Linked DNA regions of Mus musculus: regions 1, 2, 3, 4, 5 and 7 are each linked to region 6. Evidence: chromatin contacts called from public HiChIP or PLAC-seq and promoter capture Hi-C data. All regions are on one chromosome and are shown on one strand. The core of a region is the stretch at or near the end of the contact, and the rest is flanking DNA. Distances in the headings are between cores, read along the strand shown.

Region 1 (3,321 bases), core at 197-2,696, 540 kb after region 6:
GGTACTGACTTAGGGACTAGGACGGGAGGGGAGAGGGGAAACACTGGTTCTACAGTTACCTTGTACTGGTCATTGGGACTCAGGCGGTTCCAGGGCTCTGGGTTGTTCTTTCTGTCCCAGCTGTGAACAGGACAGGAAGGTTAAAGTTTCTTTTCTGGGAACCAGGACTTTGGCATTAAACATGGCCTCAGTATCACCACCCCTGGCGCCCTACCCTGAGGAGGGGAGAACATTTCCTAGAGACTGACAGAGAAGGGGGAGTGAGTGTCGTTGTCATCGCCATCCCTGGGAGGTGCTGGCAAGAAGTATGGCAGCTGATGACCAAATGACAACCTAGCCTATAGACTGCCCAGGGTTAGCCTCCCTCACCCAACCGCTCAGGGCAGAGTCCTGGGAGTCAGGCAGAAATCCTGAAGGACAGTACTTTCAGTGGGTGCACCTCAGACTCCAGGATCAGAGTGGGTGGTGCTTTGGCCTTCTGCTTGTCAAAGGACTGACCCCCCTGATGCTTCTGGCAGGACACAAAGTCCCAGTACAACCAAAGACCCTCAGGAGTCCCACACTGCCAGACATCCAGCACTTCCGGTCAGGCATAGAGGTACCTAAAAGCCACCAGACATGGCCAGTAGAGATGTGTCGCCATGGCAACCCTGTGGTGAGCTGCTGGGATTCCAGCTGCCCCACGTGGCTAGCCACTGACAGTGAGCCACCAGGTGGTCCAGATGGGAGGTGAGGGTCTCTCAGGTCAGGGGCCACTCCAACCCTGGGAAATGCTGGGTGGCAGTGGAAATGAGGACGGACACAGACCGAGGGTCCTTCTAGGTCTAAGGTCCCACCTTAGACCATTTTATTCCACCCAGGACCCCTGCCCTCTTGCCTCCCAAGACCTGTTGTTACCAGACATCAGGACTGCGCAGGGCAAGTCGCAGCAAGTAGAGTCCGGCACTGCCCATGCCCAAGCAGATGAAGCCAATCATTGGGATGAGCTGCAGAAAAACCAGGCACTCTCAGGGTCCGAACTCTGCTCAGTTCCCACTCACTCTGTCCTAGTTTTCTTCCTGTCCCTTTATCTTTACTCAAGGTCTGATGCCACCTTCCCTTTGGGAGTGGGGCCTGAAACCTACAGCCACATCCTCAGCATGCTGTCCCTTACCCTTACAGTGATCCTGTCCAAGGCAGGTTGCAGGGACATTGAGTACATTGCAGAGAGAGGACATAGAATGTCCCTGGGAAAACTTGGGAACACTAAGGAAACCGGACAGGAAGCAGGATGGGGGGAGTGGGGGTGGGGAGGGCTTGAGAGGCAGGGTGACAAGAGGGGAATTAGATCTGAGGACTGAACTCACCCCAGGGTGTCTTTTTATCTGCCGGTAGAAGCGGGTCCCTAGACTAGTTCCTGCCATCTTGTCCCAGTGTCTGGTCTTCTAGGTGGATCTCTTCTATTCCTCACCCTGGGGTCCCGCCCCCCATCAGGGAGGGGTCAGCCTAGCCCCGCCAGCTCCACCCAGCTTGCTTTCTCCCTGCAGTTCCAGATCCAAAACAGGCTGGAAGTTGTTGCGGAGCCTTGAGGTTCCTCCTTCCCAACTCTCTCTTACTGAAAGGGAAACCCTGGCCCAGGAGACACCATTATACTTGGGTCTTTGGGTATCTGAGGGAGGAACCTCTTTGGCTTCCAGAGACTGAAAGGGGATCCAGATGTGGGACAGACAAGCAGACAGCCTTCTAACAAAGTGGGGATGTGGAGTGTCCACTGCAGGGAGCAGGGAACAGTGGGGGCATGCACAGTACGTTGTCTACACTCCTGGAGCTAGCAGGCCTTTCGCGTATAAGAGGCACGTGAGCAAAGTTAGTGCTGCCAGCCCCTCTTGGTCTGGGCGGTTTTGCTGGGTTGTGGTTGGCCTGGAGTAGTCAAGAGGTGGAGATTGCAGGTGTATGAATCTGCACCGCTCAAGGCATAAGGCAACAGTTGTAGCAATTTAGGGGCTTGAGATGAGGAAGGAAGAGCCCTCCGAGGAGTCCACCATACTCATCTCTGGCTTTGGGACTAGCAGAAGAGCTCCGAATTAAGGAAGCAGCCATAGAAAACTAGAAGAGATGTTGAAAACCGGTGGGAAGGGGGTGGGGGATTAGGTATATGCTATATTGCCCGGGCAGGAAGTTTTCCCCATCCACCCGCTGTCTTTGGAGGACTGGTTTTGGGGACACAGGAAGTGAGCCTCTTCTTCTCCTCGCTTCCATGTTAATTTCTATCACCCCTCTCGATTAGCCCCTGCCGCTGGATTCTGCTATGCTCCCCCATTTCTCTCCTAAAGAACTTGTACTATGGTGGACCCCTGCTGGGATGAGCTGTGTACCGCCACTGCCTCCCTGGGGTACAGGGAGAGAGACAACCCTTTCTGAGGGGCCCCTCCCTTTCCTACACACCGATACCTCGCCCGCCCCTTGAGCTGACAAGCTCTGCTGTAATTAGGCTGCGGGGTCCGAGCTCTCCGCCTCCCTCCGGCGGATAATGAGATAAAGTGTCAGAGACATGGCGAGAACAAAGAGACAGAGACTCACTGAGACGTGTGTGGGGGAGGGGGTGGGTGTAGAGGAGGGGGGCTGATGGGATGTCAGAGCCTAGAGCAGAACAGGGCCCTTCCTGAGCGTCCCCACCTCTAGGGCTGGGCCAGGGAGGGTGTGTCCTGTCACCAGCGCCTCTAAGCCTGGACTGCTACCGGGGTGGTGGTGGTGGTGGTGCTAAATACCAATCTTGGAGCTCAAGCTCCAGCAGCTGCCCAGCTGGGCTGCACATCTGGTGGTCTGTGGCACAGCTGGGGAGCCAGGACTCTGGGAGGGACATCTGGCCCGTGCTTTATGCCCCTTTGCTCTTGGCCCTCGCTTGCCTGGTTCTGGTGAGCTGGACCCAGAGCCTTTCTGTTCTGGAAACTCCACTGTTTCTCCTCCCTTAGGTCTCCAGTCCGCTCTTAAACTCAGCTATTACACTGGCGCTTCTGTTCTTTCTTTTCCACGATTTCTCGACGCTTTGCATGCTCCTGATCTGGGGGTCTCTGTGAGGCCCCCTCCCCTCCTGTGTGTTCCCATGTTTGGATTGTGGTCTTTGGGGTTCCAGGTTTCACCCCACCTCCTTCCTTGCGTTTTCCCCCTACGATAACTCAAGCCATGCTGGCCCAGTAGGTGAGGGAAAGCGAGAGTCGTTAGCCGAGGATTAGGAGCGACCCATGGTCCCAAGGGGGCCAGACTCTTCAACTCTAAACCGCTCCAGGATACTAATCCGCGTGGCTGGCGGCGCAGCAAGTCAAATGCAGCTGTGCTCTCCGG
Region 2 (3,185 bases), core at 580-3,079, 520 kb after region 6:
AAGCAGATATTCTTAGATGGAAAGAGTCAGGGACAGAGGCAAAGACCCAGAGATAAGTACTGTGCACATGTGTGTATGTGTGCATGCACTTGTAATCTCTGAGAGAATTGGACGGCCTGAGATTAGCTAAAACGATGGTGATGGGGAGGGTCAGGTCTCCTACAGATAGATACTTTGGCCGTGGGCTTCTAGGCACCCAGGATGTGTGACCACCCTTTGCCTTCACCCAGAACTAAAGCAGCTCCTTTGCTTAGGGTCAGCCCTGGCCAGCCATTTGGCCTTGTCCCTGACACTTTGTCTCATCCTGCCTTTATTCGTTCAGCCCTGACTGCACCCCAAATCGCTGCTCCCTGGTTTTTGTCTCCTTGAGTGTCACCAAGTACACCCCTGTCCTTTCCCTGACCCTCTTTTCAGTGTCTGTCACTTCCTGTGTGTCTGTTATTTTCATATCCCTAGGCTTGTCTTTCAGATTGCCTGTGTGTGTGTGTGTGTGTGTGTGTGTGTGTGTGTGTGTGTGTCCCTGTGGGTATTTGCCTCTGTCAAGGCAAGAGGTACTTTGGGTACCTAGCTGTTTCTGTATATCACTGTATGCTACTGTGTGTATAAATCATGTGTGTCCGTCTCTGTGTGCTTATGTGCCTCTGTGTATGCTGGTCTGTATGTGAAGTGGCCTCACTGCTACAGTGTAGCAGGGTACTATTACAGTGGGGTAAGACTGGAGACACACCTTGGGATGTGTGTCTGTCTCTTCATCTCTTTGCATGGTCCTATCTCTTGCTGTCTAGGTGTTGGTCATACTACCTACTCAGCCTCAGACACAGCGCATAGCAACAGCTGACAGCTGAAGACTCCCTGGGTAGGGGAGAGAGAGAAAGACCAGTGGGAGGAGGAAACACGAAGAAACAGCCCTGAGGATGAGAACAGAGACCGTGCTGGAGCTGGGGACAGAGAGAGACAAGGACAGAGATAGACAGGGAAGGGGACGGGATGAGAAGAGCTGAGAGTGGAAGATGGGATTGTGGGAGAGAAAGCACAGGGCTCGTACCAAGAGGGGCAGAAGGCACTGAGGACTTCCTGCCTAGCACCAAACAAGGGTGCTCTGGATCAGGCCAGGGTCAACAGTGCGGATCAGGGGCTAACTTAAAAGAGCCGGTTTAGCCAAGGGGTCCGGGGGCCGCAGAGGTGCCGCGGGGCGGGGACAGGGCGGCGGGCGCCGTTTGTCAGCCCTATTGACAGACGTGATGGGGTTTCCGTCCGTGATCAATGATTCTCATCTCCAGGCCGAATGAGCCGCGGGGCGCCCATCCATCCCCGTCAGCGCCGCGCTCAGTGCTAGTCGCCCGAGGCCCCGCCCGCCCTCACCTCGGTCCCTGTCCGGATCACTGCCCTAGACCTACCTCTGCCAGGATTATAGAAACACCCCCCACCCATCCACCTCGGGCATCACAGGACAGGGTCCTGCTGCGTTCCCTAGCCTGTGTATGGGAACTCATGCTCCGCGACGACCCCTTCCCGCTCACAGTTCAGGGCCTAGAGTCCCACGCCCTATTGTAGCCCTCATCTGCCCCAAGACCTGGCGTCTTTGGGGTGCTGCTCCCCAAACCCCTTGCCCCTCTCCAGCTTCACACCTGAGCCAGGGGTGTGTCCAGGGTGTGTCACGGTGAAAGTCACCTTCCTTGCCCCCAGCTGGGCGGGAGGGGGCGCGCGGGGCGCGGCCGGGATTGGAGCACCGCGGAGCCCCGCCCCCCCACCCCGCCCGCCCGACTCAGACCCAACTTTCTCCCCCGCCCGCGCCCCGCCCCCAGCGCCTTGCTCCGCTCCGCGCTCAGTCCGCGGGCCGAGCCGCCCGCTCCCGCTGCTCGCGCCGCCGCCCTCTGCCCGGCGTCCCTCACCCTGAGCCCAGTCCTGCCGGACTCGGGACCCGCCCTGCCCGACCCGCTCGACCGCTCGGGAAGATGCGGCTGCTCCCGGAATGGCTCCTCTTGCTCTTTGGTCCTTGGCTCCTTAGGAAGGTAAGGGTGGCAGAGCCAAGGTGCGGGGTCCGGGACACGAAGAACACTGCATGCCAGGGGGCTCCGCGCGTCCGCCCCGCCCCCAGGACTAAGCGTCCCAACTTTGTGCGTCGTGGGGGACGTGGACAGACAGACTGCCCGCTTTAGGACTGGCATGCACCCAGCAAGTTGGCTGAGGGTTAGAAGAAGGTGCAGGGTGGAGGCCCGGCTCCAGTCGGATTCAGGCGCGACGGGGGGAGGGGACGAAGCGCGACCCGCGAGTGCGCCAGACAGAGAAGGAGTGCGAGACAGACAGACAAGCCAGCGGGTGTTAGCCTAGCCTTCTTTCCGCACCTACCTCGCTTGCCTCCCTCTGTCTGTCTGTCTGTCCTTCCACCTCTCACCCTCCACCTTCCCATTCCTCTTCTCCTTGTCACAATGCCAGGTAAGCTCTGCGATCCGAGCATACATTATCCAGGCACACGCGCTTACACGGACCCACACCAGCAGGGCTGAACTTGGCTACAATCTTCCATCCCATTTCCCGCGGAGACACCATCTCCCCTGCATAACCTCACAGACACACCCCCCTCTCACGCCTGGTGGTTGTTGTCTGGGAGGGGAGTCTCTCCTTACATCTCCTTCCTGCCCCCACCCTTCTCACTGTCTCTTTTCCTGGGGTTTCTGGGTGAAGACCCAAAGGCTAAAAGGGCCCAGAGCTCATCCTGCCCGACTCTTGCCTTGAGATCTTCAGCCCATATGGGCTCACAGTGCGGACATGGAGTGTATGGGTTAAAACCAGCCCTTGTATGCATGTGTCCAGGGAATCCAGGCACTGGGACCCAAGGTGAATGTCTATGTTGGCATGCCATGGTGGAGACATTGTCTTTGCATGGTTGATTGTGCCTGCTTCAAAGCACTGCCATCTATTTGTGCCCTGAAGTGTGACCCACAAGGGTAGTTTAGACTCTGCCCCCAACTTCCTTTCTCAACTATGACCTACCCAGTTTAAGGGCAACCAGTTGGCTCCACAAGCCCTCACTCTTGGACCTCAATCCCCAGTCTTTAAGAGAAACCAGTAATTCTCCTCCAAAACGCTTGGACCCCAGGCCTGGTGTGGTGTCCTCATAACTACAATAGGGTAGACACTGCCCCAGTGAGCCAGTTAGTAGAGCCCTTGGATTCTCCCAAGCC
Region 3 (3,390 bases), core at 874-3,373, 720 kb after region 6:
ACCACATGGTGGCTCACAACCATCTGTAATGGGATCTGATGCCCTCTTCTGGAGTGTCAGAAGACAGCTACAGTGTACTCATAAATAAAAATTACATATATATCTCAAAACAGGGTTTCTCTGTGAAGCCCTGGCTGTCCTGGAACTCACTCTGTAGACCAGACAGACTCAGAGATCTGCCTGCCTCTGCCTCCCGAGTGCTGGGGTTAAAGGCGTGCGCCAGACAGCCTGGAAATAAAACAGTTAATTTTAAGTGAATACAGGAGAAAGCAGTCTTGTGGTTTGTGCTTGTCACCGAAGCACTGGGGAGGCTGAGGCCTGGACAGCTGTGAGCCTGAGCTCAGCCTGGGCTCCTGAGTAAACTCTGGGTCAGCCTGGACTACTGAGTAACAGTCTGTCATCAAAACACAAAAGCATTTCCCTTTCCGCAGAACTCAAAAGGCTCCAAAACTGTCAGTCTGTGTAAGACAAGTCACATGACACGTGTAGAACTCTTTCTCTGTGGTTACTGGTCTGGCCTGGCTGTGGGTACCTTGTAAATTTCATGGATGTAACTTGTCAGTTATATGGAGTGTTGTCCCTTATCTGTTTCTACTGTGACTCCTTGCACTTGTTAGGTCTCATATGTGTCCCTGTCTTCATCTTAATTTTTTTTTTTTTTTTTTTTGGAGACAGGGTTTCTCTGTGTAGCCCTGGCTGTCCTGGAACTCACTCTGTAGACCAGGCTGGCCTCGAACTCAGAAATCCGCCTGCCTCTGCCTCCCGAGTGCTGGGATTAAAGGTGTATGCCACCACTGCTTGGCCCATCTTAATTTAAAAACAAAAAACAAACAAACAAAAAACACTTACTTTGCAGAGCCAAGAAGGTGGTTTAAAAACAGCGCTATGGCCTGAGAGATCTGTTTAAGGGAAGACTCTCTCTCCCCACCCCGCCATGCTTTTGAGTCTTTCTCAGGTGGGAAACTGAAATAGAGGCCCTCTCTCTGTGTCCAGTCACCATGGTAACACAGATTCAAAGAGACAGGGTACTCCCCTATCACGAACTACCCAAGGGGCTCGCAATCTTCCCTGGCGTGCCCTTCTGTTTCTTTGAGCTCACGCAGCTCCCTGGGCATCCGATTGGGCTTTGGGGACAGGAACCTGTCAAATTTCCTTAAGTTCGCCAGTGCAATCATTTCCACTCCGAGGGGTGCCATGTGCTAGGACGACCAGCAGAGGGCGCGAAAAGCCTTAAAGAGAGAGGTGTGGAGGTGGCAACTGCGTCCAGAATTTGGAGATGGAGAACGGAGTTTCTCCAGAGAGGTACTCTACACAGAGCACCACTGTCCTCAGTGATCTGTGAATGCACATTCTGCACTTAGAACTCTAGCCCGTGTTCTTCCTTCATGTTCCATAGGTCGCACCCCCTCCCCTCCTCTACATCAGTCAACCCAACTTCTTTCTCCCAAACCCCAACTCTCCAAATGCTCCACGTTCCATCCAAAGAGTGAGGCTGGCCTACAGACCACGACATGGGGAAAGCTCAGTTACGACCAATGAAGCCGAAGACCGAGGCTTCTGGTTTAACTTTCTGGGTGAGCTTTCCCCCCTCCCTCTCCCGCCGCGCAATATTTTCCTCAATGTTTTCCTGGCTCTGGTTCAGAGCCTCTTCGTGGACAGCCGATCCAGGGATCCGCGCCGGGATTTACTGTCCACCAAGAGCAGCGTGTTCGGGCGGGGGGGGGGGTAGTAGGCAGTATAGGGTCCCTCAAGGGAGGGGGAGGATCCTGGGGGTCCTGGGGGTGCCATAAGCCCGGCACCCCCTCTCTAGCTTCTATCCACCCAGCTCATCTTCTAGAACGGTCCGAAGGAAGGATATACGAGGGAAGTGAGCGGGAAGAGCCGTAGCGTGCGGGTGGCAACAGCGAGAAAAAGTTTTTGCAAAGGGGAAAAAAAAAGTTTGCGCTTCTCGCGGGTGGTCCCGGCTCGAGGCCCGGCGGGCTGGGCCGGCGGGAGGGCTGGGGGCCAGGTTGGGAGGGTGGGGTGGCACTGAAGCTGCGCTGCAGTGGCCCTGTGACCCCCCTCCCCGCCACACACCTCCCCCCCCCCCCAGCCCAGTTTCCAGCCCTGGACCACGCATCCCGAGCACCGCGCCCCGACGGAGGTGAGAGGGGGGCAGGCGGGAGACCACCTGGGAGCGATGGGGGAGGGGCTGAGGAGATGCTCTGACGCCTAGGGACTCACCCTATCCCAGAAGGAGACCTGGGGCTCAGAGGCAATATGGGGTTGGGAGAGTTTGGGGAGAGCAATTAGGAAGTTTGGGTGTTTTCTTGTTTTGCTTTAATTTGTGCCTTCTTTTCTCTGCATCCCCTTCTTTTTTTCTGACAATCTGTGTCTGTCCCAGGTCTCTTTGTCCGCGCCTCTCCCACATACTAGAAATCTCTCCCTTTCTTGAGGTTGGGATGAAGAAGCAGTTGGGACGGCCAGCTGGAGGTCTGCGTGGTAGAGGGAACTCCAGGTGCGTCTCTGAGCGCCGTTGGAAGACGTCAGTGTTTCTAAGACGGGACCCACCGCAAAAGAAGGGAGCGCTCAGTGGGGTGGGAGTAGCGGTGTGCCAGGCAACAGAACCCCTGAGGGCCGGGCTGGGATTGGACTCCTGACCTGTGGCTGTGACAGATGTGCACATGGGGTTTAGGGGCAAAGGAGTGGGTTTGGACTCGGGAGGAGGCTGGGTGGGTTTCCTAACATGCGGTGTAGGCCGTAGAAAATCCCTAGGAATTCTGGACTTCTGAGTTCCCAAAGACTGTGGGCAGGGCCCCCGAGGAAGAGGAAGAGCTGGGGAGACCTTGTTTTGACCCTCTGACCTCAGGACCACCGGGGCAGCTGAAGCCAGGCGCCGGGAGACCCCTACTGGGGCAGAGCGGGACCACTGGCTACTGCCAGCTTGTGTATCCCTGTTGGCCCCCCGCCCAAGCGGGATCTGGGGACCGAGGCCCCTCCTCTGGCTCAGACCACCCTGCCTGCCCTTGCTCCCCGCTCTGAATCCTCTTTCAGGCCCCATGACCCTGAAACAATCAACCCAGGACAGTTAGCTTTGGGAACAGCATCAAGGAAAGGAAACTCCGTAGAGGCCGAGGGTTTGGGGCATCCGGAGAACCAGGGACTTTATGGTATAGGTCTTTCCTTCCAGTACGGGGAGAAAAGATGGGCAGTTTTCTTCTGGGAAGAAAGTTCGTGAACGCGGGTGATTTACCCTAGGGGGGCGGGGTTCAGAAGGACCCCCCTCCATTATCTCTCTGGGCATCCCCGCCGGACAGACGTCTCCGACTCACTCTTGACGTCACTAGGGGGTTCCCGGGGGTCTATAGGGGTTAACCCTTAGGAAGCCGGCGGAGATACCCAGGAATCCAA
Region 4 (3,291 bases), core at 373-2,872, 590 kb after region 6:
TTCACCACGACGGGTGCCTGCTGGAGGTGAGACCTATAGTTCTTGTGGTGTGGGACTCATGACTTTCTTTCAGGGGCAATGATGTCGAGGTTGCCGAAGTCACATGGTAAGACCACAGCAGGCACAGAGGGCAACCCGGCGCACTGAGCGGTGGCGACAGGCTGTCATTCTCACCCTGAAGCTCCACTTCTTCCTAGCGACTACATTCCAAAAAAGCAGGGGTAGCAGGATGTGTCCAGTAAGTTCTGGCATGCTAGCTACTGCTGATTGGTTATAAACTGTTACACTTTCTCTTTCCATGGGGCACAGAATCAAAGTACATCTTACCATGTAACCTTGCTCTGGGCTAAAATCTATGTCAGAAAATACACAAAATAACTAAACTCCAACTAACCTTCCTTCCTTCCTTTTTTCCTTCCAAAAACCCCCCAAAACAAAAAACAAAACAAACCAAACAAACAAACAAACAAAAAACCTCCAAAGTCTGAAAGAAAAAAATCAAAGAAGCAACTAGATTTAAGAATGAGTAATGGCGGGCTGGAGAAATGGTTAGGTGGTTAAGAGCACCAGCTGCTCTTCTAGAGATCCTGAATTCAATTCCCAGCAACCACATGGTGGCTCACAACCATCTGTAATGGGATCTGATGCCCTCTTCTGGTGTGTCTGAAGAGAGTAATGGTGTACTCATATACATTAAAAAAAAAAAAAAAAAAAAAAAGAAAGAAGAAAGAAAAAGAAAAAAGAATGAGTAATGGCATCAAGCATGGTGGCTTATGCCTCTAACCCCAGCACTCAGGACAACAGGTTTACAGAGTGAGTTCCAGGATAGGCAGGGCTTCATAGAGAAACCCTGTCTCAAACAAACAACCAACCCACAAAAACCTAACAGACAGACAGATGGACAGATTTAAAAAAAAATGGGATCCAGGAAGTCAGATTTCCTGTCTTCTGGTAATGCTGCTAAGTTTCCAAGTGACTACAGTGCACCAGATGTTTCACCTACAGTTGTTACTAGATACTTTGCAAAAGACAAGCAAGAAGGGAGGGTGTGACATGAAAGGTGAGCCGCTGTGGTACCTGGCCTGGAGAGCCTGCCTGCACTGCCGCCTTTACTGCTGCCAATGCTGTCGCCTCGGGTGAGGATGGAGATTCCACTGAAGCTGCTGGCTTTGGTGACAGGAGGTCGCATGCTGCGGACAGAGCCATCTGAGTCTGTGCTGCTCCAAGGCCGTGGCTCCAGGGACTTGAGCTCGCTGTCTGTGCTGCTCTGTCGGCTGCTTGAGGTACGGCTCAGCCCTTCCCGGTTTCCCCTGCAGAAACCACAGTGGTCAGAGGACCTCCCCCCCAGCCCCCCAATTCAGCAGAAGGGCCAAGAGAGAGAGAGAGAGAGTTCCTTTTTTATTCTCTTGCTATTAAAGAAGAGGGGAAGGGGTGTGAACACTGACTTCATGTTTGCTGGTTGGCCAACTAAGATCTGATGGGAGCGACAGAACAAGGTCCAGTGCAGTAACAAAGAGCACAGAGGCAAATCTGAGAGACAGCGCACTGGCAGCTACTTCAACACAGTGACCCGAGGCAAATGGGAAGCGACATACACAGTACTAAGACTGACTGTGGTTTCTTTTCCACACCCCGCAGGGACCTCACACATGCAGGAAATGGGGGTGGGGGGGAACAGAAGGGTGGCAGCAACTTCTGGGACTTCTTAAAATGAGAGGACTCCTAGAAGTTAACTGTTGGTAGAAAGTGGGAGTAGCCAGTGACATGGATAAATCCCACAGACCTTCCAAACAGCATGCATCTAAGCCAGCAGAGGAACTACTTGTGGTATCTTTCCAGGGGTCGGAAGATTACAGTGAGCAGTCTGACTGTCCAAATTGTTTTGTGGAAATTTTATCTTGGTTTCTGAGAACAACAGATGCCACAGTTGCTAAGGACTGATGTCAGGAAGATCAAATATGCTTGGGACTTGGTAGAAAGGGACAGGGGCTTGACCGCACTTAACTTACGGCCTTACTGCCTTGAGTAAGGCACAGAGCTACTGAGAAAGGGGTTCTTCTGCTCGTTTGTTGTAGAATGCAGGCTTATCCCAACATTAAAAGCATTGTCTGCACTGGGTATTGGTTGTGTATGCCTTTAACCCCAGCACCCAGGAGGTCAAGGCAGGTGGCTCTCTGAGTTTGAGGATAACTTGGTCTATAGAGAAAGTTCCAGGACAGCCAGGGCTATAAACAGAAACCCTATCTCAAAAAAAGATTGCCTGTGATTAGAAATGGCAGTATGCCTCATTGTCGACCTGAAAACTTTTATCTTGCCTTTAAAAAGATACGTACTTAAGTGTGTATAAAATGTTTTGGTTGTATAAATGTATGTATACAACATATGAGCCTGGTGTCCACAAAGCCCAAAGAGGGCATCAGATCCCCTGGAACTGTAGCTAAGGATGGTCATATGCAGCCATCGGGGTGCTGGGAACTGAATTCAGGTCCTCTACTAGAGCAACCAGTGCTCCTAAGTGCTGAATCATCTCTCCAGCCCCTAAAGATTCATTTTTGTGTATCTGTGCTCCTGTCTGTGCGTGTACAGACGTCCAAGGCCAACAAGAGAGGATCTCCTGGAGTAGGCAGCTGTGAGCCAACACGTGCGGATGCTGGGAATCAAATTTTGATTTTTCTTTGTTGTTCTTGTGAGTTGTATAGAGTTTTGTGTTTGTGTGTACATGTGTGTGTGTATGTGTGCATGCATGTGGGTATGTATGAACATGTGTGCAGTACATGTGTAGTTTTCTTGATCAGGTTCTAGTATTTTTGAAATGTTTTCATTACATTTTACTCAATTATTTTGTGTCCGTGTGTCCGTGTGTCCATGTATCCGTGTGTGTGTAGGTCAGAGGACACCTTGAGGTGTGGGTGCCTCTCTCCTACCATGTGAATCCTGGGATCGGGCTCTCAGGCTTGGTGGCTGATGTCTTTCCTCACTGATCATCTCCCCACCTTCTGCCTCATTTTCTGAGACAATGGCTCTCAGCAAACCTGGATAACTAATGCACTCCATTAGACTGCTGGCCAATAAGCCCCATGGCCGCTCTGCCTGTCTCCAGCCCACTCCTAGGACGGGCTACAGGTGTGTTGTCATGGCCAGTTCTTGCAAAGGTGTGGGGTTCTACAGTCAGATCTCCATGACTGCACAGTCACTGTACAGACGGAACCATCCCCTTAGCCCCTCTCCAGAGCACTTACTGCTTCTTACTAAAAGCATGCAAGGCTCAGCAATTTCCTTCATTTTAGTTTC
Region 5 (3,253 bases), core at 408-2,907, 740 kb after region 6:
CCTCACACCATCGAGAGTAAAAGAAGACACCAAGAAGTGAGAGACTACGCTAGAGCTAGGGAAGAGAAAGACTTGTTATACACCCGTGAAAGAGAGAGTGTACACTGGGCTTGCTCGTAATCCCAGCAACCCCAGCGTTTGGGAGGCTGAGGCAGGACAGCTGCTGGAGTTTGAGGTCGGTCTGAACTACAAAAGGAAGCGGGGCGAGTTGGGCCTACTGCGGACTAAGACCCCTGGCTCAAAATACAACTGACAACAGAGTGGGGGAGGGGCTGACCAAGGCACTCAGTGTTAGAAGGAACTTGCTAGTGTCCTGACTTGAAGACAGGACTTTAGGACAAACCTTGCCCTGGGCTAGGAGTTAGAACTGGAGAAAAGCAGTCTGCTGACATTCCTTTGGCTGTACTGGATACCCTGTTCCTCCAGGGCCTCTGTAACTCGACTGTCCTTTCTCATCCCCTACGTTGCTTATGGCCACTCTTCCTGCTCCTGCGAGATCTTCTCAGAGCACCTCAGCCTCTTCTCCTCATTGTGTCCATCTGTCCCCCTCTCCCCTCCTCTCTGATCTTTAAGGGAGGGGTGTTGTCTGTGTCCCCCTCTCCTACCTTCAGTACTTAAGGGAGGGAGGCTGTGTCCAGTTCACCACTTCACATAGATCCCGCCCCACCCTGCTGTAGTGCAGGCGGCCGACCAAGCTCTGAGTTATGCTCCAGGAAGCTCTGTAACTCACCACAGCAACTTCTGTCATCCACCAGTGAGACCTTTCTCCTGGCCCTTCCTTGAAGGATTTCAGGGAGCAGGCCTTCACATTGCCCGTGCTGACACTTTTGCACATCTTGTGGGGATGGTGAAGAGGCTGCCCAGAAGCAACCTGGGGTTCCTGAGGCAGATAGAGCTCCTCCAGGGAGCCATGATACAGCTTTGTCCCTGGAAAGAGAGATGTGAAGGAGTGGCAGGTGAGGACAGATATGACCTTGGGAATTGTCTAGGAATGCAGGGCAAGGCTGCCGGGAAGTGACACGGGCCCTAGAGCTAAGAGTGTAAAGGGGACGCCACAGTGGCTTGGGTGAGAACTAGGCTTATCAAAGGAGTCCGCAGAAGGTAAGACAGAGTAGTGCTCTCAGCGCTCAAGCGGGAAGAGTCAGAGAGTCGGAAAGGTGAAGAGGGGGGAGGCTCAAAGCTTACTTACCAGGAGTCCAGAGGGAGCTGTTGTAGGTAGTGTCTGCTGGGTTGTGGCAGCAGATTGATTCCTCTGTCATGTATGCAGCTGGAACAAAGATGGGCCGAGAGCTGGGGGGTGCGCCCAGACGCCTCGCCAGCCACCAGTCTGAGTTGGTCTTTCGAAGCAGTAGGAACCTGTCACCTTCAGCCAGAGACACCTGCCGGCCATCTGCCCCAGTGTAAGTGAACGGATAGAGGGCGCAGAGCTGGGGTCCCTGAGAAGGGCTTTGTAGACTCAGCCCTAGATTTCCCCAGATACTTGGCCACCACCGGCCTGAGAACATGGTGGCTGGCACTGTCACCTATAGGAAAAGGGGGTGCTGAAGTTCCAGAAGGAAATAGGAGCTGGTGCCTCCGTACAGAAGGGCATGGTTTGAAGAGTGTGTGTGAGCGTGTGTGTTTTTGTGTGTGTGTGTGTGTGTGTGTGTGTGTGTGTGTGTGTGTGTGTGTGTGTGCAGGACCCTTAGGGCGAGAGGAAGAGGGGAGAGAGATCAGCACAGGTTTGGGGGGGGTCCAACTTCTGTGTGATGTGTCTGTTGAGGAAGTGTATAAATAAGGTGAGAGAGGATGTGGTCAGCAGCCTACCCAGCAAGCAAGGCAGGGAATCTGAGAAGACAACCTAGCTTGGTGATCTTTAGATACCTTGTCGAGGTTACCTGATGTTCCAGGGTCAGAAAGACCTGATCCTGGATGTTGAAGGGAGCCCTGAGCTGCACATAAGGAGGAAGAGGAGGAGGAGGAGGAGGAGCCAGGCTAAGAGCAGAACACAGACAAAAGTACAGGTGACAATGATGAAGGGAAGGTTATGCCATGACCCGTTTTTAAGCTCACACAGGCCTCAGTGTTCCTGTGACCACCCAAACTGCCTCAGACTCGAAGCTTTGTGTTTCCTGTGCAGACAGACAACCAGAAAAACTAAAAAAACAAGCGAGCAGGAAAGGAAAAAAGAAGAGTGCATATCTCCTTCAGCCCCGTCTAGGACACATTAGGGCGCATGATCTATGCATCAACCTTCTGGAGGGGTCCCCGGGTTTATTATGGGGCTCCGTCCATTTGCAATTCTTGTTGTATGTGTGAGTGTTTGGTCTGTGTGTATGTCTCAGCACCATCCAAATGTCTGCTGCCCAAGGAGGCCAGAAGACGGTGTTGGATCCCTGGGATCAACAGTTACAGGCGGTTGTGAACCCTCATGTGGGTACTGGGAATTGAACCAGGGTTCTCTGGAAGAGCAGCCAGAGCTCTTAACTGCCAAGCCATCTCTCCAGCCTTTTTTATTTCTATGCTTAACAAGAACTGGTTGAGGACTGTCTCCTGTGTGGAAGGAGCCGTCAAGAACTAGAAATGACAAAGGGATGAGCTCCTTAGCAGCTTAGGGGGCCAGACCTTAACTGACCTTAACACAGGAAATTTACTAACTGCAGCTGAATTGGAGACCGTGCACACACGGTACAGAAGTCGATGTAGTGGCTCACGCCTTCAACCCAGCACTCAGGAGGCAGGGGCAGGTGCATCTCTATGAGTTTGAGGCCAGCATTATCTACATAGTGAGTTCTAGGGCTGGAGAGATGGCTTGGTGGTTAAGGGCACTGACTGCTCTTCCAAAGACCCTGAGTTCAATCCCCAGTAACCACATGGAGGCTCACGACCATCTGTGATGGGATCCGACACCCTCTTCTGGTGTGTCTGAAGACAGCTACAGTGTACTCATAATAAATAAGTAAATAATTCTTTTTTTTAAAAAAGATTTATTTATTTATTATATGTAAGTACACTGTATCTGTCTTCAGACACTCCAGAAGAGGGCGTTAGATCTCATTACCGGTGGGTCACCATGTGGTTGTGGGATTTGAACTCAGGACCTATGGAAGAGCAGTCAGTGCTCTTATCTGCTGAGCCATCTCGCCAGCCCATAAATAATTCTTTTTTAAAAACAAACAAACAAACAAACAAACAAACAACATCTAGTTAGTTCCAGGACAGCCAGAGCTATATAGTAAGACTCTGTCTCAAAAATAAATAAAAACATCATGAG
Region 6 (3,283 bases), core at 5-2,504:
TCGTTAAACTTTTTTTTTCAACTACAATCCGTAACTTTTAGTGCTGTGCATAGCAGCCACCCACACCACCCTCAAGTACTGTAATTCAATTCTCTCATATTTGAAAGTTGTCCAGGCTAGAAAAATAAGGGCAAAAATTCTTAGATTAAAAGAATCTGTAACCTCCATATAAACAAATTAAGACCTTCAGGCAAGTGAGATGGTCATTTTATACCTGTTTCACCTCCGCATACAAAGAGCATGACGAAATGCCACCCAAAGTTTATTGAGGTACAGAGAAGAAAAGAGTCCACAAGTATCTTGTGACTAGACACGTGCAGAACTACCTGCTCCATAGTAACTATTACTCGCTGCCAAGGAGGTGACCGCATTTGCTAGCGTTCACCATTTTCAAGAGACCCGAGATGTGGGAACGGGAAGTTTCGTTGTGGTGACGGCATGGCCCCCTCTAGTTGCCTAGCAGTGCCTGCCGCCGAGGGCCGCGTGGTGCCCTACCGGTAGCACCGGCTTACGGCGGCACCCACAAATGCTCTCAGCCCGGTCCTGCCGGGTCCGGGCATCAGCACCGAGCGGCAGGACTCCACGGCTCCCGGCGCCCTCATGGCGGAAAGCTCACACACGAGTTTAGGGCCTAAGGCTAAGTTCCCAGAGTTCCGAGAGAGCCAGGCTGTCTAGGGAAGAAAAGTGGGATTTCTGGCACGAGGAATCCGGGGGTCGATCTGGAGGTGGGGAAACGGACATCTGGAGGAAAAATGTCCTCCAACGGTAACAGGAACAAGGATGCAGGCCCTCCCACCCCACGGCAGGGCTGCCACCAGCGCGGGCGGGGAGAAAGGCGAAGGGCCGAGGGTGGGGGGAGGGCGAGGGGCCGTTTCCCGGCAGCCGGGGCTCCCGGCGCGGCCTCGCTCCGCTCCGGGACGACCTTCCGTCGGCGGGATGTCGCACTCACATGGTGAACGGGGCAGAGGGCCAGACAAACGGGTGGGCGGGCCTCGCTGGCGGCGGCTGGCGAGTCGACTCCTCTCCGGCGGCGACTCCGGCGGTCTCTGCCCGGTCGCGGCCTCTCCTCGCTCCTCTTAGGCGACGGCGGCGGCGGGCTCGGCCTCGATGCCCAGAATGCACCGCGCGGAGAGCGGCTCCCTCAACCCGGGAGAGAAGGAAAGTGTAGGAAAAGGGGCGCGAGGACGGAGAAGGAGCGTGCGTGCGCGCGAGGGGTGGCGAGGCCGGGCGGCGGCTGGTGACGCAGCAAAATGCCCGGGCCGGCCGCCGCGCGTGCGCAATCGCCGTTTCCAGGCTCTGCGCGGTTTTCTAGAGATCTCTACGGAAGGGGCGGGGCCTCCCGGCTCCTTCGCGATCCTTCCCGCGCCCGCCCCTCCCCTCGACCCTCCGGCTGCCCCGTTCGCGCCTGTCTTCCCGGGCTCCGGTCTCGCGTTAGCAAGCCGTTGGCCGCCAACCGCCTGAGCACGCTCGCGGGCGATCTCCCCGAGAGACGTAGGGGCCGCCCTGGAAGGCGGTGGGACGCTGCGGCGTATACAGCAGACCCCAAGGCGATGTGTGGGGATTGTTTTGTCTTAGACAGGGGTGCCTGCCGCAAACCCAGGTTGGCCTCGAGTTCAGTCGCCCGAGTCCGGGATTGCAGTCCTGTGCCAAAGCCACCACGCCCGGCAACGCCGGTTGCATCCGTGGAAAAACGGCTTCGTCCTTAAAGCCTGGACCACTCGCTGTTTTTCTGATTGTCCGGATCCCGCCTGGGCTCCTTTAGCGGAGGAGCTGCTTTTGCCTCTTTGCCTTTAGGGGCGCGCCTCTCCCCCCTGCTTGGAGACATTGGCGCCCTGGGGGAGGCGAGGAGGGAAGTTTCTAGATTAATTCGCTGTCTCCTTGCGTGAGTTCAGATGAGGTGGTTAAGGATCTATTTGAAAATCCTTTGACTGGTTTTGTATACAATGCCCTGGGTTAAATGGGGTTAGTAGCCAAGAACAATCTCTGCTTATCAAAAACTGACGGATTAGGGCAGAGGTAGACCAATGAGCCACTATTAGGACATCAGGTTTTTAGAGTAATCCTGCTTCAGTCTCTTATGTGCTGGTATTACAGGCTTTTTTCTTTTGATATTGATGTCAGTGCAGACTAATTGGTGATGTTGGCTGTATAGTCCAGATCCAATTGCCTGATGTTAAGAACTTTACCACCTGTCAGGGAAATGAAAATTAGTCTGGTGTAGTGTCACAGGCTTGTAATCTCAGCTGAAGGAGCTGGGACAACTTGGTAGTGTGGGCAACTTCCCTGTTTCAAATTTCCATTTTTTCCCGAGGTGATGTAAGTATTCTGTCAACAATTATGTATGTGTACCGTGTGTGTGCCTGATTCCCACACAGAGGTCAAAAATAGGGCCTGAGATCCTTTGAAACTAGATCATGTGAACCATGTAGGTTCTGGGAATAGAACCTATGTCTTTAAGAGCACCCAGTGTTCTGACTGCTGAACCATTAACTCCAGTTCCCTCAAAATTCGAAAAGAGCTAGGGTTCATGGCCCATGTCTGTAATCCCAACAGTGGGTTGGCAGGTAGAAGCAGGTTGATCTCTGAGTTTGTCCAGCCTTGTATATATAAAGACACATGCCTCAAAAAATCAGACTTGCCGGGCGGTGGTGGTGCACACCTTAAATCCCAACACTCCGGAGGCAGAGGCAGGCAGATTCTGAGTTCGAGACCAGCCTGGTCTACCAAGTGAGTTCCAGGGCAGCCAGGGCTACACAGAGAAACCCTGTCTCAAAAATCAAAAAACAAAACAAACCCCCCCCCCAAATCAGACAAAAACAAAACAGACAACCCCACCCCCCAAAAAGAAACATTTTCAATTTCAATAAAGGTTAGGATGTAGCTCAGTGGTAGAGTACTTGCTTAGCATGGGTAAGCCCTGGGCTTAGACCATGACACCAGCAACTACTAACACATCCCCAAAAGAAAAAAGACCCACTGTTATAATGGAAAATTGAAAAGTGTTAGAAGCACAAAAAAAGAGGGACATGTTAACTGGAAGAAACAGAACAGGCCTTGTTAAGAAACTTTTATCAGGGATGAAGAAATAGCTCAGAATTTAGAGCACTGGCTGCTCTTCTATAAGACCTGGGTTCAGTTCCATTAGTCCCAGGATATCTGACCTCTGGCCTCCAATGGCACCAGGCATGTGCATTGGGCATAGATACTACACACAGGCAAAACACCCCCACACAAAACTTAAACAAGGCCAGGTATGACATATGCCCTTAACCCTAGCACAGTT
Region 7 (3,209 bases), core at 206-2,705, 640 kb before region 6:
CACTGTTTCAATTCCTTCTTTTAGCAGCAACTTGAGTGGGCTTCAGGGGCCTTTGTCTCAACCCTCCATTTCCCAGGAAGTGTTCACCATTTTGTGTAGAGTTTTGTTTGTTTGGTCTGGTTTTGAAATTGTGTGTGCATGTGAGCCACAAGTGCCCGCAGAGGCCAGAAGAGGGCATATCATCTCTCCTAGAGTTACAGGCAGCTGTGAGCAGTGGTACTGGGAACAGGCCTTGGGTCTTCTACCGGAAGTGTATGCTTCTCTAGCTTGCCTCTAGGCCCTAGGTTCAATCCTCAGTACCGAAAAAAAAAAAAAATCCTCAGCAAAGTTGTCTAAATGTTTTTTCACATTTACAAACAATTCAGAAAATATCAATGTGAAAATATTTAGGAGGCTAAAGTGTCTTCAGACTACCACTTTCTGTTGTCATGGCAATTCACCCCAAAACTACTGTTCTCTAGTGCGCCACTAAAAAGAATTTACAAGATAAAAGTTGTTTAATTTCCTGGTTTTGGGTCTTTACTTTTTTTTTTTTTTTTTTTTTTTTTTTTTTTTTTTGGTTTTTCGAGACAGGGTTTCTCTGTGTAGCCCTGGCTGTCTTGGAACTCACTTTGTAGACCAGACTGGCCAGACTCAGAAATCCGCCTTGCCTCTGCCTTCCCAGTGCTGGGATTAAAGGCGTGCACCACCATGCCCAGCAGGGTCTTTACTTTCTTAATTTGACACAGAAAGCAGGGCACGGGGAGAAGAGAAGGTTAATGCTGGTATCATTGTTTTTTGTTTTTGTTTTTTTGGGGGGGGGACATCGTTGTGTAGCTTGGAACTCATGGAGATCCTCCCGATTGCTAGGATTAAACATGTGGGCCACCAAGCCCAGTTTACTCCCCTCCCCATCCCCCTTATACTGAGGTCTTGTTAAACTGAGTATCCCGGGTTAGCCTCAAACTCAGAACTGCCTCCACCCCAATCCACTGTGCTGAGATTGGGAGTGCCACACCACACCCGACCAAAAGCCTTCTTCACTTCTTCACTAGCCTTGCCTGCCTGTCAAATTCGGAAATTTCCCAATACTGGTTAAAATTTCCTTTTGACCCGCCTTCTTCACTCACCTGATTAGATGTTTACGAGTCGAGAGGCGGGGGAGGGGTGTCACGGGTGTTGAGGTTCTATTGGCTGACGCACATGCCTGTCAGTGATGCACTGCCCCCTTTCCCAGGAGCTCTCTCTTTAATGGCTACTTATCCCGTCAATCTTCAAGGCTTCTCGTGTAGGTATTGGCTTGCGGCCTCGCCAATCCAGTCTCTCACTTGTGCTAGTTGGTGATAGTCCCTCAGAGCCCGCCTTTCTCCAGAAGATTGGCGGGCGGACGCTCACATAGCCCACCCACCACGGTAGGCGGGTGATCTTGCGATTGGCTGGAGCCGCCCCGGCGAGGAGGAGGAGGAGGAGGAGGCGAAGGGGGTAGGAGTTTGGTTGAGCTGCAGCTGTTTGTCTGTTCCACACAGGCTTGGGCCCGACGGGGGATACGGAGCCCCAGGTACCGAGCTGATGGAGCCCACAAGGGCAGAGGCGGAGGTCCCGAGAGGAGCGCCGCCTGGCCTGTGGCAGAGGCGGGGCGGGCCGACGTCAGGGCTCCAGAACCTCCTGGAGAGGGCCGAAGGGGCTGTCCCACAGGCCTAGTGGGCGCTGAGGAGGTGATCGGCAGGGCTGGGAGCCGAGCCTCTAGTTGGGAGGCGGCTGGGTTCTGGCTGTGGTGGCCGCTCGGGGGCCGGGCGCGGGGACCCGGAGCCGGTGAGGACCAGGGCCGGCCTCGGGACTCTGAGCACCGCGGTGAGGAGGGAGGAGCTGGGGTCGGAGACCAGGCAGTGAGGGAGGGGAAGCCAGCCCATTTGGCTGGAGGTGTGGAGGGGACAGTGCTACGCCCAGCCCCGAGGGTAGCCGAGGCTGGGTCTCCCGAGACATCCACTGTTGGGGCTCTTAGCCGAGAGAGGCATTCTTTTCAGGGAAAGTGACTGTTGAAAGGGGAACTAGGGGTACTGGTGTTGCCGAGAGGGATTTGGTCTCACTGAAGTCAATGAAGAATGTAGAAGACCAAAGTGGAAGGAAGTAGAAACGGTTTGCTATTAGTAATGGGAACTTCTGGAATGATGGTGAGGGGAGGCTCAGTATCTTGGAAGTTCCTTACTCTTCTGTTCCTTTAGTGCTTGGGTGTGGTGATTTGAAGTTTTGGGGTACTTCAGGAATAGGGAATGAAGACAAAGGTAAAATTATGTATTATTCCATGGCGCCTGGCAGCTCTACGTCCAGCCCCCCCCCCCCACACACACACACCACTTTAGTTTACCCTGACCTCATAGCTAGTCATGACTGCACTCCTGTTTCCTTTAGGTTTGCTATTGTATTCGTTGTTTTTCCTATTTCATCTACTGTGAGAGAACTAAGAAAATTTGGGAGTGCTTTGCTCAGTCTTTCCCACTTCATAATGTGATCTGTGGTGACTACGCTTATTTAACCTAGATTTGAGGAACTCTGTCATTTGCATGGAAAGGGGCAAAGCAATCCCCAGCCATTAAAAAAAAAAAAAAAAAAAAAAAAGGACCATGTTTATTGAAACTTCTGTGAGACTTGCACTTGAGCATTTCCTAGATAGTTAATGGGACAGACTATTCACGCCAGGAACTGTGAGGTGATATCCCTGAAGGGATTTGGGGAAGAATTGAGAGGTTAGCTACCAGAAGGTTGGCACCATCCTTTCTTCTTTGCCCACTTATTCAGGAACGTGTGTGTGTGTGTGTGTGTGTGTGAGATTAGTTATTTAGGTCAAACCTTGAGGTATTTAGAAAGATGGATTATAGAGAATGAAGAAGTCTTTAAATTATATTATATGTAATAACCTGCATACATATGTGAGCCACAATGTCAGAGGATAACTTGTGGCTGTTTGGTATTCAAACATGGCATGTGTGTGTGTGTGTGTATGTATGCATACATATATACACACACACACACATATAGAGGGAGGGGTTTGCTAACCTGTCAAATTTTTTATAGATTGGACCCTATTGGTTTCTCCCTTAGGGTTCTACCTCCTCTTCCTCCTCCTCTTTCCTTTCTATACTAATGTTAGTGATCACTGAATTTATTTATTTTTTTTACCACATAGTGTCCTGCATATATACCACATGCATGCAGGACCCCTCAGAGGTCAG

What was found. HiChIP or PLAC-seq counts read pairs in DNA pulled down with a chosen protein or histone mark. Capture Hi-C pulls out chosen DNA fragments and counts their contacts.
Region 1: an H3K27ac HiChIP or PLAC-seq map of trophoblast stem cells shows a contact between it and region 6, with 3 times the contacts expected there. The contact joins the promoter of Ndufa4l2 here to the promoter of Ptges3 in region 6. A contact is called at or near these places in 12 of 39 promoter capture datasets (HPC-7-derived erythroid cells, the SN4741 cell line, cranial neural crest and 8 more), 8 of 115 datasets of contacts at active chromatin or transcription factors (cardiomyocytes, embryonic forebrain, embryonic midbrain and 5 more) and 1 of 9 other capture datasets (liver).
Region 2: an H3K4me3 HiChIP or PLAC-seq map of forebrain shows a contact between it and region 6, with 2.8 times the contacts expected there. The contact joins the promoter of Nxph4 here to the promoter of Ptges3 in region 6. A contact is called at or near these places in 14 of 39 promoter capture datasets (the 3T3-L1 cell line, 3T3-L1-derived adipocytes, HPC-7-derived erythroid cells and 10 more), 4 of 115 datasets of contacts at active chromatin or transcription factors (cardiomyocytes, fetal liver, forebrain and 1 more) and 1 of 9 other capture datasets (liver).
Region 3: a contact with region 6 is called in an H3K27ac HiChIP or PLAC-seq map of embryonic stem cells, with 6 times the contacts expected there. The contact joins the promoter of Gli1 here to the promoter of Ptges3 in region 6. A contact is called at or near these places in 2 of 39 promoter capture datasets (hippocampal neurons and liver), 2 of 484 Hi-C or Micro-C datasets (B cells and embryonic stem cells), 5 of 115 datasets of contacts at active chromatin or transcription factors (bone marrow-derived macrophages, embryonic stem cells and trophoblast stem cells) and 1 of 9 other capture datasets (liver).
Region 4: a contact with region 6 is called in an H3K4me3 HiChIP or PLAC-seq map of bone marrow-derived macrophages, with 5 times the contacts expected there. The contact joins the enhancer-like site here to the promoter of Ptges3 in region 6. A contact is called at or near these places in 4 of 39 promoter capture datasets (hematopoietic stem and progenitor cells, hippocampal neurons, liver and 1 more), 4 of 115 datasets of contacts at active chromatin or transcription factors (bone marrow-derived macrophages, embryonic limb bud and microglia) and 1 of 9 other capture datasets (liver).
Region 5: a contact with region 6 is called in a promoter capture Hi-C map of pancreatic islet, with 4 times the contacts expected there. The contact joins the promoter of Arhgap9 here to the promoter of Ptges3 in region 6. A contact is called at or near these places in 8 of 39 promoter capture datasets (the 3T3-L1 cell line, HPC-7-derived erythroid cells, hematopoietic stem and progenitor cells and 4 more), 1 of 484 Hi-C or Micro-C datasets (B cells), 11 of 115 datasets of contacts at active chromatin or transcription factors (bone marrow-derived macrophages, differentiating embryonic stem cells, effector CD8 T cells and 5 more) and 3 of 9 other capture datasets (adipose tissue, liver and pancreatic islet).
Region 7: a contact with region 6 is called in an H3K4me3 HiChIP or PLAC-seq map of bone marrow-derived macrophages, with 7 times the contacts expected there. The contact joins the promoter of Rab5b here to the promoter of Ptges3 in region 6. A contact is called at or near these places in 5 of 39 promoter capture datasets (erythroid cells, hematopoietic stem and progenitor cells, neural stem cells and 2 more), 2 of 115 datasets of contacts at active chromatin or transcription factors (bone marrow-derived macrophages and memory CD8 T cells) and 1 of 9 other capture datasets (liver).

What each region holds. Positions count from the first base shown.
Region 1 is chr10:127,513,064-127,516,384 of GRCm38.p6, reverse strand. It overlaps Ndufa4l2 (Ndufa4, mitochondrial complex associated like 2), which reads right to left and starts at 1,446. Exons shown (of 4, transcript NM_001098789.1): 1 at 1,347-1,446; 2 at 898-986; 3 at 60-120. The coding sequence starts at 1,403.
Region 2 is chr10:127,533,203-127,536,387 of GRCm38.p6, reverse strand. Nxph4 (neurexophilin 4) reads left to right here and starts at 1,829. Exons shown (of 2, transcript NM_183297.2): 1 at 1,829-2,012. The coding sequence starts at 1,956.
Region 3 is chr10:127,340,312-127,343,701 of GRCm38.p6, reverse strand. Gli1 (GLI-Kruppel family member GLI1) reads left to right here and starts at 2,123. Exons shown (of 13, transcript NM_010296.2): 1 at 2,123-2,143; 2 at 2,384-2,497.
Region 4 is chr10:127,469,787-127,473,077 of GRCm38.p6, reverse strand. It overlaps R3hdm2 (R3H domain containing 2), which reads right to left. Exons shown (of 26, transcript NM_001168292.1): 14 at 1,078-1,310. Among named protein-coding and RNA genes, the nearest start is that of Stac3, 30 kb to the left of the region's middle. Within about 2 kb of position 1,622, at least 58 of the 459 cell types and tissues checked have an H3K27ac peak or open chromatin away from gene starts, as enhancers often do. A contact at or near this core is called in bone marrow-derived macrophages, hematopoietic stem and progenitor cells and microglia, where this site is marked.
Region 5 is chr10:127,320,368-127,323,620 of GRCm38.p6, reverse strand. It overlaps Arhgap9 (Rho GTPase activating protein 9), which reads right to left and starts at 1,657. Exons shown (of 16, transcript NM_001285785.2): 1 at 1,190-1,657; 2 at 731-927. The coding sequence starts at 1,505.
Region 6 is chr10:128,056,953-128,060,235 of GRCm38.p6, reverse strand. Ptges3 (prostaglandin E synthase 3) reads right to left here and starts at 1,254. Exons shown (of 8, transcript NM_019766.4): 1 at 950-1,254. The coding sequence starts at 951.
Region 7 is chr10:128,694,514-128,697,722 of GRCm38.p6, reverse strand. Rab5b (RAB5B, member RAS oncogene family) reads left to right here and starts at 1,455. Exons shown (of 6, transcript NM_177411.4): 1 at 1,455-1,537. It also overlaps a transcript of Pmel not described here.